Linked DNA regions of Pan troglodytes: region 1 is linked to region 2. Evidence: chromatin contacts called from public Hi-C data. All regions are on one chromosome and are shown on one strand. Each heading gives the region's core, a stretch centred on a gene start, on an enhancer-like site or on the middle of the called end of the contact. The rest is flanking DNA. Distances are from core to core; before and after follow the strand shown.

What was found. Hi-C and Micro-C count contacts between places; a contact is called where the count stands out from the background.
Region 1: a contact with region 2 is called in a Hi-C map of induced pluripotent stem cells, with 1.7 times the contacts expected there. The contact joins the promoter of CEND1 here to the promoter of CDHR5 in region 2. A contact is called at or near these places in 2 of 7 Hi-C or Micro-C datasets (induced pluripotent stem cells and stem cell-derived neural progenitor cells).

What each region holds. Positions count from the first base shown.
Region 1 is chr9:5,019,186-5,026,026 of NHGRI_mPanTro3-v2.0_pri, reverse strand. It overlaps CEND1 (cell cycle exit and neuronal differentiation 1), which reads left to right and starts at 4,463. Exons shown (of 2, transcript XM_016920054.4): 1 at 4,463-4,545; 2 at 5,909-6,841. The coding sequence starts at 5,991. The coding sequence ends at 6,440. It overlaps SLC25A22 (solute carrier family 25 member 22), which reads left to right. Exons shown (of 10, transcript XM_016920047.3): 4 at 79-134; 5 at 938-1,028; 6 at 1,603-1,721; 7 at 1,861-2,035; 8 at 2,130-2,284; 9 at 2,371-2,446; 10 at 2,520-4,114. The coding sequence ends at 2,673.
Region 2 is chr9:4,823,571-4,830,797 of NHGRI_mPanTro3-v2.0_pri, reverse strand. CDHR5 (cadherin related family member 5) reads left to right here and starts at 3,531. Exons shown (of 13, transcript XM_016920011.3): 1 at 3,531-4,644; 2 at 4,730-4,905; 3 at 5,199-5,249. The coding sequence starts at 4,560. SCT (secretin) reads left to right here and starts at 1,356. Exons shown (of 4, transcript XM_063783641.1): 1 at 1,356-1,914; 2 at 2,462-2,563; 3 at 2,660-2,752; 4 at 2,919-3,152. The coding sequence starts at 1,850. The coding sequence ends at 3,030.

The DNA.
Region 1 (6,841 bases), core at 3,214-5,713, 190 kb before region 2:
CAGCCCTAGACAGTCCAGGGACCCTGGCCTCCGGCTGGCCCCAGCTGGCCCTGGCTCACCCTGTCCCCTTGGCCACAGGTCCGACTGCCTCATCAAGACCGTCCGCTCCGAGGGCTACTTCGGCATGTACCGGGGTGAGGTTTGGCTCGGCTGGGCTCGATATGGGCAGGCCTGGGTAGCACCAGCCTGGGCCTGGTGTGTGAGCGTGGACGTGTTTGTGGGGGCTGTGCCTGTGCAGGGGGGACTGGATCTCTGGTGAGTGGCAGTTCTCAGCCTCTCCCGTGGCAGCTCCCCACCCCCACTTAGTGCCTGGTGCGTGGGATGCCACGGTACATCTGTCTCTTCTCTGGTGGCCGCAGCTGCCTCTGCCTTCTGCGACAGGCTGGACCCCGTTTGTGGCTGGGGATGGGAGGGAGTAAGGGGCATTACCGCAAAGCAGCTTAGGACACAATCCAGAGCCTAGATTTGGCAGAAGCTCTCCAGCCCTGAGCCCTCGGCACTGAGATGGGGGCTCTCCACAGCCTCCCCCGAGCTCTGGCCCAGTCCAGACCACACACTCCGGTGACCTCTGGCCCCAGCCCCCTGCCAGCACAAGCACCATCTGTCCTCCAGGGAGGGAGAGGTATCCTAGGGAGGCCTCAGGGGCTCAGGGGCTCCGGGGAGGTCCTCATGCCCTGAGCAGCAATATGCTGCCCAGAATCAGAGACAGATGGAGCTGCAGTGGGCATGGGAGAACCTGAGCCTGAGGTGCTGCCCCATCCCTGCCTGGCCCCGCCCCACCTGGCACACACCAGGCCCAAATGTGGGTGAGAGAACAGGAGATGGCGGCCAGGAGTGACTGGGACAGGGTTTTGCCAGCCAGGAGGCAAGTCCTGGCCAAGCGCCTCCCCACTCAGGCCACCGAGCATGTCCCCCCAGCTGACCCCCTGCCCCACAGGAGCTGCTGTGAACTTGACCCTCGTCACCCCTGAGAAGGCCATCAAGCTGGCAGCCAACGACTTCTTCCGACATCAGCTCTCTAAGGACGGGTGAGGGTCCTGCCTGGCAGACACTCGAGGGGTCTTTGGCTTCAGATAAAGGATGGGTCCACCCTGCCAGCTGGGTCCCACCTGGGGGCTCTGCCTGTCTTCAGCCCCTTGCTTGGGGCTTCTTTGACCTTGTGGGGCACCCTCCCTCCTTTCCCCTGACCAGGGGAGCAAAGCAGATGTCAAATCAGTGGGGCTCTGGCTTGGCAGCCCTTGGCCCCCAGCTGCTGCCTGCTGCCCTCAAGCCAGGGCTTGAGGGCACTGACCAGCTCCCCCATCACTGGAGGGGGACTGCAAGGACAGCCCCTTTTTGGGGCACTTGACCCCCAATTTCCCATTTTCCTTTGTCTCAGACAGCCCCACTGCCCTCCCCAGGCTCCTGCCTGTGGGGCCGTCTGTCCATCGGTCTCCTCCCTGCCTGCTGCTGCAGTGGCGGAGGCTGGGGGCTGTACCCCCACAGGCCTGCATCTGCCTCCACGGCTCCCACCATCCTCTGCGCCCAGGCATGGTGGGCAGCCCCGAGGGTGGCAGGTAGACCTGTCTCTTCCCACTTACTGCGGCCCCGCTCCTACCACAGGCAGAAGCTGACCCTGCTTAAAGAGATGCTGGCGGGCTGTGGGGCTGGCACCTGCCAGGTGATCGTGACCACGCCCATGGAGATGCTGAAGATCCAGCTGCAGGATGCAGGGCGCATTGGTGAGGGCGGGGGAAGGGGGAGAGGGCAGAGGTGCAGGAAGAGGTGAGGGCGAGGGGAGGGTGGGGACGCAGGGAGGGCCAGAGCGTGTCCCCTGCCCAGTTCGCACAGAAGAAGAGACAGCAGCCTCTTTGTCCCCAGCCGCCCAGAGGAAGATCCTGGCTGCCCAGGGCCAGCTCTCGGCCCATGGGGGTGCCCAGCCCTCAGTGGAGGCTCCAGCTGCCCCTCGGCCCACGGCCACCCAGCTGACCCGCGACCTGCTGCGGAGCCGCGGCATTGCCGGTCTCTACAAGGGACTCGGGGCCACGCTGCTCAGGTAGGAGGCACAGGGCGGGTGGGGGGAGGGAAGGGGGAGGCCGGCCTGCCCACCCCACCACCTCCTGTCCCCACGGCCACCTCCCTCCCCACAGGGATGTCCCCTTCTCTGTGGTGTACTTCCCGCTCTTTGCCAACCTGAACCAGCTGGGCCGCCCGGCGTCCGAGGAGAAGTCGCCTTTCTACGTGTCCTTCCTGGCCGGCTGTGTGGCTGGGAGTGCCGCCGCTGTGGCCGTCAACCCCTGTGATGGTCAGTGCATGGGATGGCGCCCGGCTGGGGATGGGGCGGGACTGAACCCTTGGCCAGGCTCACACTGACCCGAGCGCCCCTTGCAGTGGTGAAGACGCGGCTCCAGTCACTTCAGCGAGGCGTCAACGAGGACACCTACTCTGGGATCCTGGACTGTGCCAGGTGGGGAGGTCCCACGGCGGGTGGGGCCTGGGGGCCTGCGTACCGGGCTGACCCTCTCGTCCTTCCTCCACAGGAAGATCCTGCGGCACGAGGGCCCCTTGGCCTTCCTGAAGGGCGCCTACTGCCGCGCGCTGGTCATCGCGCCCCTTTTCGGCATCGCACAGGTGGTCTACTTCCTGGGCATCGCGGAGTCCCTGCTGGGGCTGCTGCAGGACCCCCAGGCCTGAGCCCAGCACCTGCTCCACCCCAGCCAGCCGGGCAGGGCCGGTGTGGGGCTGGAGCCAGGCAGCTAGCCCAGGACGGAGCAAGGGAAGACCCCTCCCCAGCCCTCCCGTCGGCAGGGGCAGCAGGGGGCGGGGTGCAGGGTCCACATAGGTGGTGCACACGCAAGCCCCCCGGGGTGCTGCCTGCACCGTTGGGATCAATGTCTTATTTATGTAGAAAATGCAGAAATCTTTACATTCCTCAAGCTAGCCCCTGCCCCAATCCTGCCCTGGCCTGAACACCCCCAGGGACAGAGCTGGTCTCTGGGCTGGGGGCCCCCGGGCCTGGGCCGGGCAGGCTGGACCATACCCCCAGTCCACCAGCTCCAGTCTCCACAGCCATCCTGGCCCACACAGGGACCCTGCACAAACCTATTTATTGAATCTGCTGGACCCAAGTGGCTCTCCAGCCCTTCCGTCCTTCCCCAGCCGCTCTTGTCGCCTTGGCAGGACTTGACTCTGCCTCCCTGGCCAGCCTTGCAAGAGGACTGGGGTCTCCTGCCCTCTCTGTTGAGCCAGGAATCCCAAGTGAGGGGTTGCCCTGGGGTCTGACTCTCAGGGCAAGCCCGCCACCCACTGTGGGACTTTCTGGTGGGCTCCTCAGCTCCCACCCCAGGCTGGGGCCCAGATTGTGAGGTCTGTGTGCATGTGTGTGTGTATGTGTGTGTGTGCATGCGTGTGTGTGTTATGGGGACCTGGCCTGGCCCTTGGGGATGGGGCTGCCGGGGACTGCCCCCCTTCCCGCCGTGGCCAGGCGCTCTGTGTGCTGTGTGTGCCCCAGGCTCTGTTGACCCCGTCCAGGAACTTACTTACCCAGCCTGGTCTCTCCTGAGTCCTCCACCCTGGCCTGGGATTGGCCAGGGAGCAGGGCGGGCATTGGGACCAGTGTGGAGCCTGAGGGTGCCTGCCCTGCTCTGGAGGGAGGGCCAGGAGCTGCCGCACCCCCAAGTCCTCTCAGGGCCCACCCTCCTTTTTCAGCCTCTGCATAAGGCCCCTGGATACACTGCAGAAGCGCCATCCTTCCCGCCTCCGGGCATAAGGCCCCTGACCACACTTCAGAAGCCCCATCCCCCTGCCACCGGGCGATCCCTGCTGTGAGCCGAAGCTCTCCCTGCCCCGCCCTGGCCATGTGATCGTGTTGGTGACAGACCCTGATGTGCTGGTGCTGTGCCCCCAAAACCGGGGCCCTCCACAGAGGCCCCTTCCCAGCGACACTACCTGGGGCTCAGGCCTGGACCCCCCCAGTTCACGGTTGCTCCTGGGAGCTGCCCCTCCCGTCACATCAGAACCTTGGAAGCTGCTGCTGCTGCTTACAGAATTATATTTTTTTCTTTTGAAGAGTTTTAAGAAGTTGTAACTTTTTGTGTCTTGTCATGTCAGAGGATAAATAAATATTCTAAGTAGATGCTGCTGTCTGTCTGGGGGTCTGTTTGGGGGCGGGGGAGGGCAGTCCCCTCTTCCCATAACTGGCTCCCTTCAGACTGCAGGGCTAGGCCTGCGCACCTACCCACCGACCCCGTCACCCACCGACCAAGGGGCGCCCTGGCCTAGAGGGGATGCTGAGCGGGACCCGCCTCCTGCCTCTGGCAGTCCCAGATGGGACTTGGACCCCGCAGTTGCTCTCTCGGACCCTAAGTTTCTACCCCTGGATCTAGGGCGGAGCTGGGTTTGCGGATCCCACGGTTCCCGGCGGGGCGGGGCCCGGTCGCCCCTCCCCCTCCCCGCCCTCCTGCGCCGGGAGTAGTGCATTGTGGGAAACTCCCGAGCTCTCCTCCGCGTTCGCAGCCGCCGTCATCCCGCGGAGGAGCGCGCAGCCCCGGGGAGGCCGGAGGACGCGTAAGGCGGGGGGCTCCCGGCGGGGCGGGGCGGGCGCGGCGTCCTGCGGGGCGAGGAGGCGGCTCCGGGCCTTGAAGGTCACTGGGTTTGCGCGCGGGCCCCCCAGTTCTCCAGGGCGCAGCTGATCCCGGGAGAGGGAGGCGGCGGCCGGGATGTAAGTGCCACAAATAGCGAGGTTGGGGGGGCAGACCGCCTGCTCTTTGCAAACTTGATGCCCAGCAGCTGAGCCCCCCGAGAACTGCAGGGGTGAAGGGACGGCTGGGCTTCCCTGGGAGGTGGCAGCAGCTGGGCCTCTTCTGGAGACGCCCTCATCACGCTGTGACCTTCGGGTGACCTTCAGTGTGGTCAGTGCACCTGGCGGGGGGTGGGGAACGTGCCTCCCTTTCTCTGCAGGTCTGGAGGGCATTTCTCATCCTTCCCTGGGAGAGGCAGACAGGCGGCCTCTGGGGCTTTGGGGCAAGACCCACTCACGTTCAGGGCGGCTGGGCCCCCAGGGCCCTTCCCACCTCTGCCTCGGTCATTGAGAATCTGGGCACCGCCTTTCCCACAGCCCAGAACCCTGTCCTCCGCCCTGACCCACGGGCCAAGTGCAGCATGTGCCCACCCTGTTTAACGCCAGGAACCCTCTGCCCACAGAGACAGCACAGCCCTGGGCTGGGCGAGGACTCCCTGCTCCAGGGCTGGAGGCAGGCACGGCCCATGCTGAGGAGGGGGCCCCAGAGGCTGGGGAGGGGCAGACGGCCCTTGGAAGCACAGCCCCACGCTGACTTCCTGGAGAGACACCCCAGTTTTCTCAAGTCTGGGTTCTTGTGGGCCCACCCACCTTGATGGCTGCCTGAGATCCCAGCTCCTGCCCCTCCCTGCCCTCCTCCCCCCGGGACCCTGGCCGGGTCACAGCCTCCGTGCTTTAGTGTCCATCTCTGCAAAGCAGGAATGCTCTCCTGAGGAGGGGATGCAGTCAGCTCTCCCACTGGGGCTCCGGTCACCTCCTTGGAGGGGAGAATGCTCTTCCTTCCAGTTCTCTGGGCCTGATCCTTACTTCCCCACCAAGAGCCTCCTGCCCCCGGCTGGTGGGAGGATGTGGCATTTGCATGGGCCATTTTATGCAGCACAGTGGGGTCCCCTACCTCCTCCCACCTGTGCGTGGCCCTTGCCTCTGCGGCTGGAGGGGCCCCTTGAGGAGTGGTCATGGACAGACGGAGTCCAGGCCGTGAAAGAGAAGTGTCAGAGGCCCACGGGAGGCCCCTGAGCTGGGGCTCCAGAGAGTCCAGAGAACTGGGCAGGGGCTGCCTGGGGACCAGGTGGTCGGGGCAGCACAGGGGGGACTGGACCCGCACGCAGCCTCCCTTGTGTCTCCCTCCAGGCCCATAGAATGCCCAGGGGCGACAAACTGTCCTGAGCCCCTCTGGTGCAGCCACCTGCCTGTCCCATACGCCCCGCCCACCATGGAGTCCAGAGGGAAGTCAGCCAGCAGCCCCAAGCCCGACACCAAGGTGCCCCAGGCCACCACCGAGGCCAAGGTACCCCCGGCAGCTGATGGGAAAGCCCCCTTGACCAAGCCCTCGAAGAAGGAGGCCCCAGCCGAGAAGCAGCAGCCGCCAGCAGCTCCCACCACGGCACCTGCCAAGAAGACCTCGGCCAAGGCCGACCCTGCCCTTCTCAACAACCACAGCAACCTGAAGCCAGCCCCCACGGTCCCCAGCAGTCCCGATGCAATCCCGGAGCCCAAGGGTCCTGGGGACGGGGCGGAGGAAGATGAGGCTGCCAGTGGGGGGCCTGGGGGCCGAGGTCCCTGGTCCTGTGAGAACTTCAACCCCCTGCTGGTGGCTGGGGGTGTGGCCGTGGCAGCCATAGCCCTGATTCTCGGTGTGGCCTTCCTGGTCCGGAAAAAATAATACCTGGGGGCCAGGCGGGGGGCACGGAGCCACTTCCTGTACAGACCTGAGGAAGCCAGTGCATGCAGAGTTCACCCTTACCTACGCGTACACACGCACATTCATTACACACCTACATATGCCCCCAACACACGCGCACAGTGAAGAGGACGCCCGAGCCCACCCCTGCTGACCCAGGACTTCCCCAACCTCCAGGGCAGAAAGAGCCCAGGCTCCGGGGTCCACAGCACAGGATGTGGGGAGAGGGCACAGCTGGGGAACGGCAAGAAAGGAATGGACCCTGTGTGTGGCCCCCCCACCTCTGGCGGCTGGGTGATCCTGGGCCCCCAGGGCTGGTCTGAGTGCAGGTGGGGGTGCCGGGATGGGTTGGGCCTGGGCCCGGCCCTCGTGGGGACATTAAA
Region 2 (7,227 bases), core at 2,282-4,781:
ATACCCAGAACAGGCAGATCCACAGAGACAGAAAGTAAATTCATTGTTACTCAGGAGCTGAAGGGATGGGGGAAGGGGAGGTAAATGCTTTATGGATTTGAGATTTTCCATCTGGGGAGTAAAAAGTTCTGGAACTAAACAGAGGTGCTGGTTGTATAATTCCGTGACCGTACTAAGTATCACTTCATACTTTAAAATGGCTAAAATGGTAAGTTTCATGTTATGCATATTTTCCCACAATTAAAAAAAAAAAAAACTCAGCAGTAGAGAACAATTTAAAAACGGGCAAGAGATGTGAAGATACATTTAACCCACGACAACATGCAAATGGAAACAAGCACCTGGAAAGAGGTTCGGAATCACCCGCCACTGGGGAAATGCAACTAAGACCACAAAAGGAGGTGTTGCCGCAGAGAGAATGGCTGAAGGTTAAAAATAGCGACTGCAGGGATGTTGACAGTGTGCAGAGAAAGTGAGGCCGGGAGCTGTGGCTCACGCCTGTAATCCCAGTGCTTTGGAAGGCCGAGGCAGGTGGATCACTTGAGGTCAGGAGTTTCAGACCAGCCTGGGCAACATGGTGAAACCCTGTCTCTACTAAAAATATAAAAATTAGCCAGTCATAGTGGCAGGCACCTGTAATCCCAGCTACTTGGAGGGCCGAGGCACAAGAATTGCTTGAAACCGGGAGGCGGAGGTTGCAGTGAGCTGAGATGGCCCCACGGCACTCCAGCCTGGGTGACAGAACGAGACTCCCTCTGAAAAAGAAAGGAAAGAAAGGAAAGAAAGGAAGAAAGGAAGAGAAAGAAAAAAAGAAAGAAAGAAAGAAAAAGAAAAAAAGAAAGCAAAGCAAGCAAGCCAGCAAGCCAGCCAGCCAGCCCCACATTGCTGGCGGGGCTGTGAAATGATGCAAACGCTGGGGAAAATATTGTGGCTGATTTAACAGACGGATACAGTGCATGACTCGCAACCACAGCAGAACATCAAAGGGCTTGACGGCCATTTCTCCGTGGCTCACAGACACTTGAGAACATGCTCCACATCGCTGGCCATTAGGGAGATGCCAATCAAAACCGCAGCGAGACACCACGTCGCACCCACCGGCATCGTTAGTACACGACAAACAAAAAGCCACAAAGTAGCAAGTGTTGGCGAGGACAAGAACCGTGACCCTGCTGCGCTGCTGGGAAGACAGTTTGGCGTTTCCTCAGAATATTTAACACATAATTACTCTGTCACCCAGCAATTCCCTCATAACTATACACCAAGAACGCTTGAAAACGGGATCGGGAGGGGCCGTTTGCACACCCACGTTCACAGCAGCATTACTCACCATCGCCCCAAAGGGGAGGCAGCCCAGGTGTCCATGAAGAGGCCCACAGATGAGCGGACGCGGTCGATGCGGTGCCTGCACACAGCGGGACACAGTTCCCCACAAAAGGGAAGGAGATTCCCACACAGGCCAGGCCGCGGCGGCGAAGGCGGAGGATGCTGCACTGAGAATCCAGCCGGTCTCCAAAGGACAAATCCCGTGAGGCTCCCCCTGCGCGCAGTCCCTGGAGGCGCTGAATCCACAGACAGAAAGTGGACGGGGCGCCAGGGCTGAGGAGGGGAGGGGGCGTTTGATAGGGACAGAGCTTCATTTTGGGAGGACAGGAGAGTCTGAGAACGGATTTTGGGAGGACGGGAGCGTCTGTGAACGGATTTTGGGAAGACGGGAGCGTCTGTGAACGGATTTTGAGAGGACGGGAGAGTCTGAGAACGGATTTTGGGAGGACGGGAAAGTCTGAGAACGGATGGTGGGGATGGATGCACCGAATGATCCTGAATCAAGCACTTCAAAGCAGATAAAATGGCAACACCGGCCCCCCAACAGTCACGCCACGCTGAAGCTGGAGACGAACTCGCCCCAGCAAGGTGCTCCAGGGGCCTCCGGAACTCCGGCCGCAGCCCCTTCCCCGGGGCCCCCCAGTTCCCCCACAAACCCTCCCACAAGCCCTCCGGCCCCTCCGCCCCCGCGCCCCCCGCAGGCTCCGAGGCTTCGCGGTGCGGTTCCCTCTGCGGGTCCCAGGCCCGCGCTCCGTTCGCCCCCCAGGCCGGGATGTCCCCCTCCCCCAGCCGGCCGAGGGGCGCCAGCGCGGCGGAGGGGGCGGGAGGCCGGGCCGGGGCGACAGCTGGGGGGGCGGCCCTGACCTTCCCGGGATCGCTGGGCGCGGCCGGGCCGTCCCCTTTCCGGGCGCCGCCATAAAGGGGCCTTGCGGGGGCCCGGGCCGTGGCCGCAGCGCTCAGCTCCTGCGCCCCGACCCCGCCATGGCCCCCCGGCCCCTCCTGCTGCTGCTGCTGCTCCTCGGGGGCTCCGCCGCGCGCCCCGCGCCCCCCAGGTGAGCCGCCCGCCAGGCCCGCCCGCCCCCCGGGCCCCACCCGCCCCCAGTGCGCCCTGACCCCGACCCCCGACTGCCCGCAGGGCCCGGCGACACTCAGACGGGACGTTCACCAGCGAGCTCAGCCGCCTGCGGGAGGGCGCGCGGCTCCAGCGGCTGCTACAGGGCCTGGTGGGGAAGCGCAGGTGAGGCCGGGTAGGGTGGGGGGTCCTGGCGTGGTGCCCCAGCAGCAGCGCGACCCCCCCGCTCCAAGACTAACTCTGTTTTGGGGCGGGGGGCAGCGAGCAGGACGCAGAGAACAGCACGGCCTGGACCAGGCTCGGCGCGGGTCTGCTCTGCCCGTCAGGGTCCAACATGCCCATCCTGCAGGCCTGGTGAGCACCCGCCCCACCGCAGACCCCACTCCAGACCCCACCCCAGACCACTCCTTCTGTCCTGGCCTCCCCGGGTCAGCGCTGGTGGCTACTGGAGGCCCAATTCCAGCAGCGGGGCCGGGGTCTCCAGCCCCAGCCCTCAGACCCTCACGTGCTGTCTCTGCAGGATGCCCCTGGACGGGACCTGGTCTCCCTGGCTGCCCCCTGGGCCCAGGCCTGGGGTTATGGTTTCAGAACCAGCTGGCGCTGCTGCAGAAGGAACCTTGAGGCCCAGATGAGGAAGGAACCCCCTCACCACCTGCCCGGCCCAGGAGCACAGCTGCATTTGGGGTGGGGGGCAGGATGGGGGAGAGGGGGAGGGGTGGTACTTGGCACCAATAAAGGAGGAATCAGACCCAGACGCTGGGAGTTGTCTGTGTCCACTCGGTGTAATCGAGGCAACCCCTGTGTAGCGGGGCTGAGGGATGGATGGAGGCCCATCCACCCAGCAGGGACTGACCACACCCAGCTGCCCTTTACACCTGCAGGCACAGCCGGCCCCTCATCCTTATCTCTGGCATCAGGGCCACCTCCTGTACCTCGACTAAGTACTGCAGGGCCCCGCCCCACCCCTTGTCATCCATTAGGAAACATTCTGGGGCTCAGGGGAGCCCGGACACCCTCTCAGCTCCTGCCCGGGGGCCCATGTGGTCAGTGTTTCTGGAAGGGGTAGTGGGGAGGGTGTGAAGGGGCCAGGGGGGCTCAGGCCGGCAGGAAGAGGGGAGGGTGGAGGTGTCACCTGGGGTGCCAGGAATCCACTCTGGCGTGAGGACTCCGGACCCTCTGTCTTGTGTGGCCTCGGACCAGTGGCTTGACCCCTCAGAGCCTGTGGAGCACGGAGCGTGCAGGGCTTGAAGGCGACCATGGGGGCACCGTGCAGGGTTAGGACACTGAGCCCAGCCCCAGCCATGAGAGGCCAGAAGCTTCGGCGCACAGGCCTGGAGGAGGAGAACTCCACCTCCCCCTCACGACAGCCCCTTCCTCGCCCCGACCCCACCCAGTGGCCTCTCCCTAGAGCTGGGGGCTTGTGGGGGGCCGATGAAAAGAGCAGGGCACGTGTCGAGTCTCACCTCACCCCCTCTGTCGGGCACCAGGGCCCCCCAGGAGCTCCCAGCTGCCCCTCACAGCCCCGCCTTAGCCTCAGTCACTAAGGCCCTGTCCAGCCCCACCCTGAGAAGCCGACTTGTCTCTGGGGCAGGCAGGGGTGTCCCCAGGACACAGTGAGGAGAGCCTTTTCCTTCAGAACCTGCTGTCAGGCAGGGAGGGAGGTGCTTCCTGGGGAACACCCGGGTTCTGAGCCTCAAGGGGTGGCCTTAGGAACTCTGCCTGAGGGAGATCTTAGGGGAGGAGCCAAGCCAGGGCAGCCTGGGCTAGGGAGGCAGGTTCCAGACACCCCGACACCAAGGGCCGAGCCCCCGCCCCCAGCCCCCAGCTTCTCTCCCACACCCTAGCCCTGCCCCTGCCCTGCCCCTACCCCCACGGCACCCATGAGCCGCTCTCCAGTCCCTTCTGCCCTGTGCCTTGGTGCCTGTGACCTGAGCCCCCTGGTTGACTCCTGCACTCAGTCCAACTTGGGCCAAACGACCGCCCCTCCTTCTGGCAGTGGGCTGGACCAGCCGGCCAGCGGGAGCCCCCTTGGCAGAAGCCGGTCGTAAAGGATCATAAACTGGGCGGCGTCTGGCTGGGGCGAAGGTCGCTGAGGTAGGAACTGCGCCAGTCCTAGACGCCAGACCCGCTCGGACCCTCCCGTCAGGTGACAGCCGCCAAGATGGGGTCTTGGGCCCTGCTGTGGCCTCCCCTGCTGTTCACCGGGCTGCTCGTCCGACCCCCGGGGACCACGGCCCAGGCCCAGTGTATGTGCGGGCAGGGGTAGGTGGGGCACGGGCGGCGGGGAGCCAGGGGCTGGGAGGCACTGATCCCTCCTCTGCAACCTTACAGACTGCTCTGTGAACAAGGACATCTTTGAAGTAGAGGAGAACACAAATGTCACCGAGCCGCTGGTGGACATCCACGTCCCGGAGGGCCAGGAGGTGACCCTCGGACCCTTGTCCACCCCCTTTGCATTTCGGATCCAGGGAAACCAGCTGTTTCTCAACGTGACTCCTGATTACGAGGTGTGGGCGGCAGGCGGGCGGGATATGGAGGTCCCGGGAGAAGGGCACCTGCATCCTCAGGCCACACCTCCCTCGGGGGCCTAGGAGTTCTATGCCTGCGGGCATCCACTGACACCCATGCTTGGTGGTGCCTGCCCTAGAAGGCTGGGCCATTTCGGGATGAAGCTGCCTGGGCCCACACCCTCAGCACTGACCACTGATGATGGGGACCCTGGGCCAGCGCCTGCCCCCTTGGCCTCAGTCTCCCCACCTGTGGGACAGGACGGTGACTGCAGACCTGTCTACATCCACAGGAGAACTCACTGCTTGAGGCTCAGCTGCTGTGTCAGAGCGGAGGCACATTGGTGAGTCCCCGCCCCACCCGGCCACCTCTGCTGGGCTCTGCCCTGCCGGTCCAGGACCAGTCTTTGATGACGTCAGCCAGGGTGTGGTTTCAAATGCCACCCCCCGAGGGTGATGCCCACATTTCCTCCAGTCCAGACTCTGCCCTGAGCTGTGGAGTCCCCGTCACTGACCCCTTGTCCAGCAGACACCCCATCCAGTGTGCCCAAGACTCCCACCCACTCCCTCAACCATCCACAAGGAATGCACCTTTATCCTGCCAGTCACGGGAACCACCTTGGTTCCCACTCGCCCTCCCTCCCCACGTGTCCCCCACAGCCCCCCACTGGTAAATCTGTTGGCTGTGCCCCAGCTCGACCCAGAAATCCAGAGTCTGTCCACCTCCAGTCCCATCAGGGCCGGGACACCAGCACTCATTTTGGGAAACTTCCAGCTGGCCCACCGGCTTCCCTGTTGCCCTTTGCCGGCCCCAGTCCACTCCACGTGGCAGAACAGCCCCTGTGGATGTTGTAAACCAAGGCTGCCCAGCCCACCCCAGCCCTCCACGGCTCCTTTCTCACCGAGTCAAACCCAGACGTACTGTGCGGAGGCTCCGCTGCAGCCTCAGGGCTCCCGCCAGGCACGCCCCTCCCTCACCGGCTCAGGACTGCAGTCTTCAGAGAAATCCCAACCACCCTATGCCCTGTTGCATCCCAGCCCCGCTCCCCCAACATCCTGCTTCTTGACCGGCGGCATTTTTTTTTGGCTTTATTAAGGAAAATTGCAGAATCCTGAGGCCAGCACAGGCCCCCTCACCTACCAGCACACAGAGGCTCTGTGCCCTCCACGCACCACGGCACGTCACCCGCACATATCTTGGGATGTGTCTCTGAAAGAGAGAGGCTCTTTTTTGAGACAGAGTCTCACTCTGTCACCCAGGCTGGCGTGCAGTGGCGCGATCTCGGCTCACTGCAACTTCCGCCTCCCGGGTCCAAGCGATTCTCCTGCCTCAGCCTCTTGAGTAGCTGGGATTACAAGCATGCGCCACCACGGCCGGCTAATTTTTGTATTTTTAGTAGCGATGGGGTTTCTCCATGTTGGTCAGGCTGGTCTCAAACTCCTGACCTCAGGTGATCTGCCCGCCTCGGCCTCCCAAAGTGCTGGGATTACAGGTGTGAGCCACCGTGCCCGGCTGACAATCCAGTTTCTTCACAAATAAATCTCCAGGAAAAAAGATGGGAGAAAGGGAAAGGTACAAATGAACAGAAACTCAGGAGAATTACCAACCAGGTCCATAATGTGGGCCCTGATTCAAACAAACAATTGTTAAAAAAACCCTTCAGAGACCACGGGGAATGTGGCATCCTGGACATTTGAGGTAGAAAGTGACCGCTTTTCCCAGGTGTGACAACGACATTGTGGTTATGTTCTAAAAAGAAGAGTCCTGGCCGGGCGCCGTGGCTCACGCCTGGAATCCCAGCACTTTGGGAGGCCGAGGCGAGTAGATCACCTGAGGTCAAGAGTTCAAGACCAATGTGGCCAAAATGGTGAAACCCCGTCTCTACTAAAAATACAAAAATTAGCTGGGCATGGTGGCAGGCACCTGTAATCCCAGCACTTTGGGAGGCCGAGGTGGGCGGAGGCCGAGGCAGGAGAATCGCTTGAACCTGGGAGGCAGAGGTTGCAGTGAGCCGAGATCACACCACTGTACTCCAGCCTGGGCGACAGAGCGAGACTGTATCCAAAAAAACCCAAAAACCAAAAAACAAAAACAAAAACCAAAAAAAAAAAACCAGAGAAAAGAAAATGGATTGTCTTTCCTCACCTGAGATTCTGCTGGCTGCATCCCCAAGTACCTGCATTATTTTTCTGTGGAGCACCTGCCACCTCCTGGCTTTATAAAGTCCTTTTTGTCTGTTGTTATAAGTCCTGCCAGGACAGGCACCACCAGGCAGAGATTTGTCTCTTGTGATCTCTGAATCCCAACGCCTAGAGCTGTGC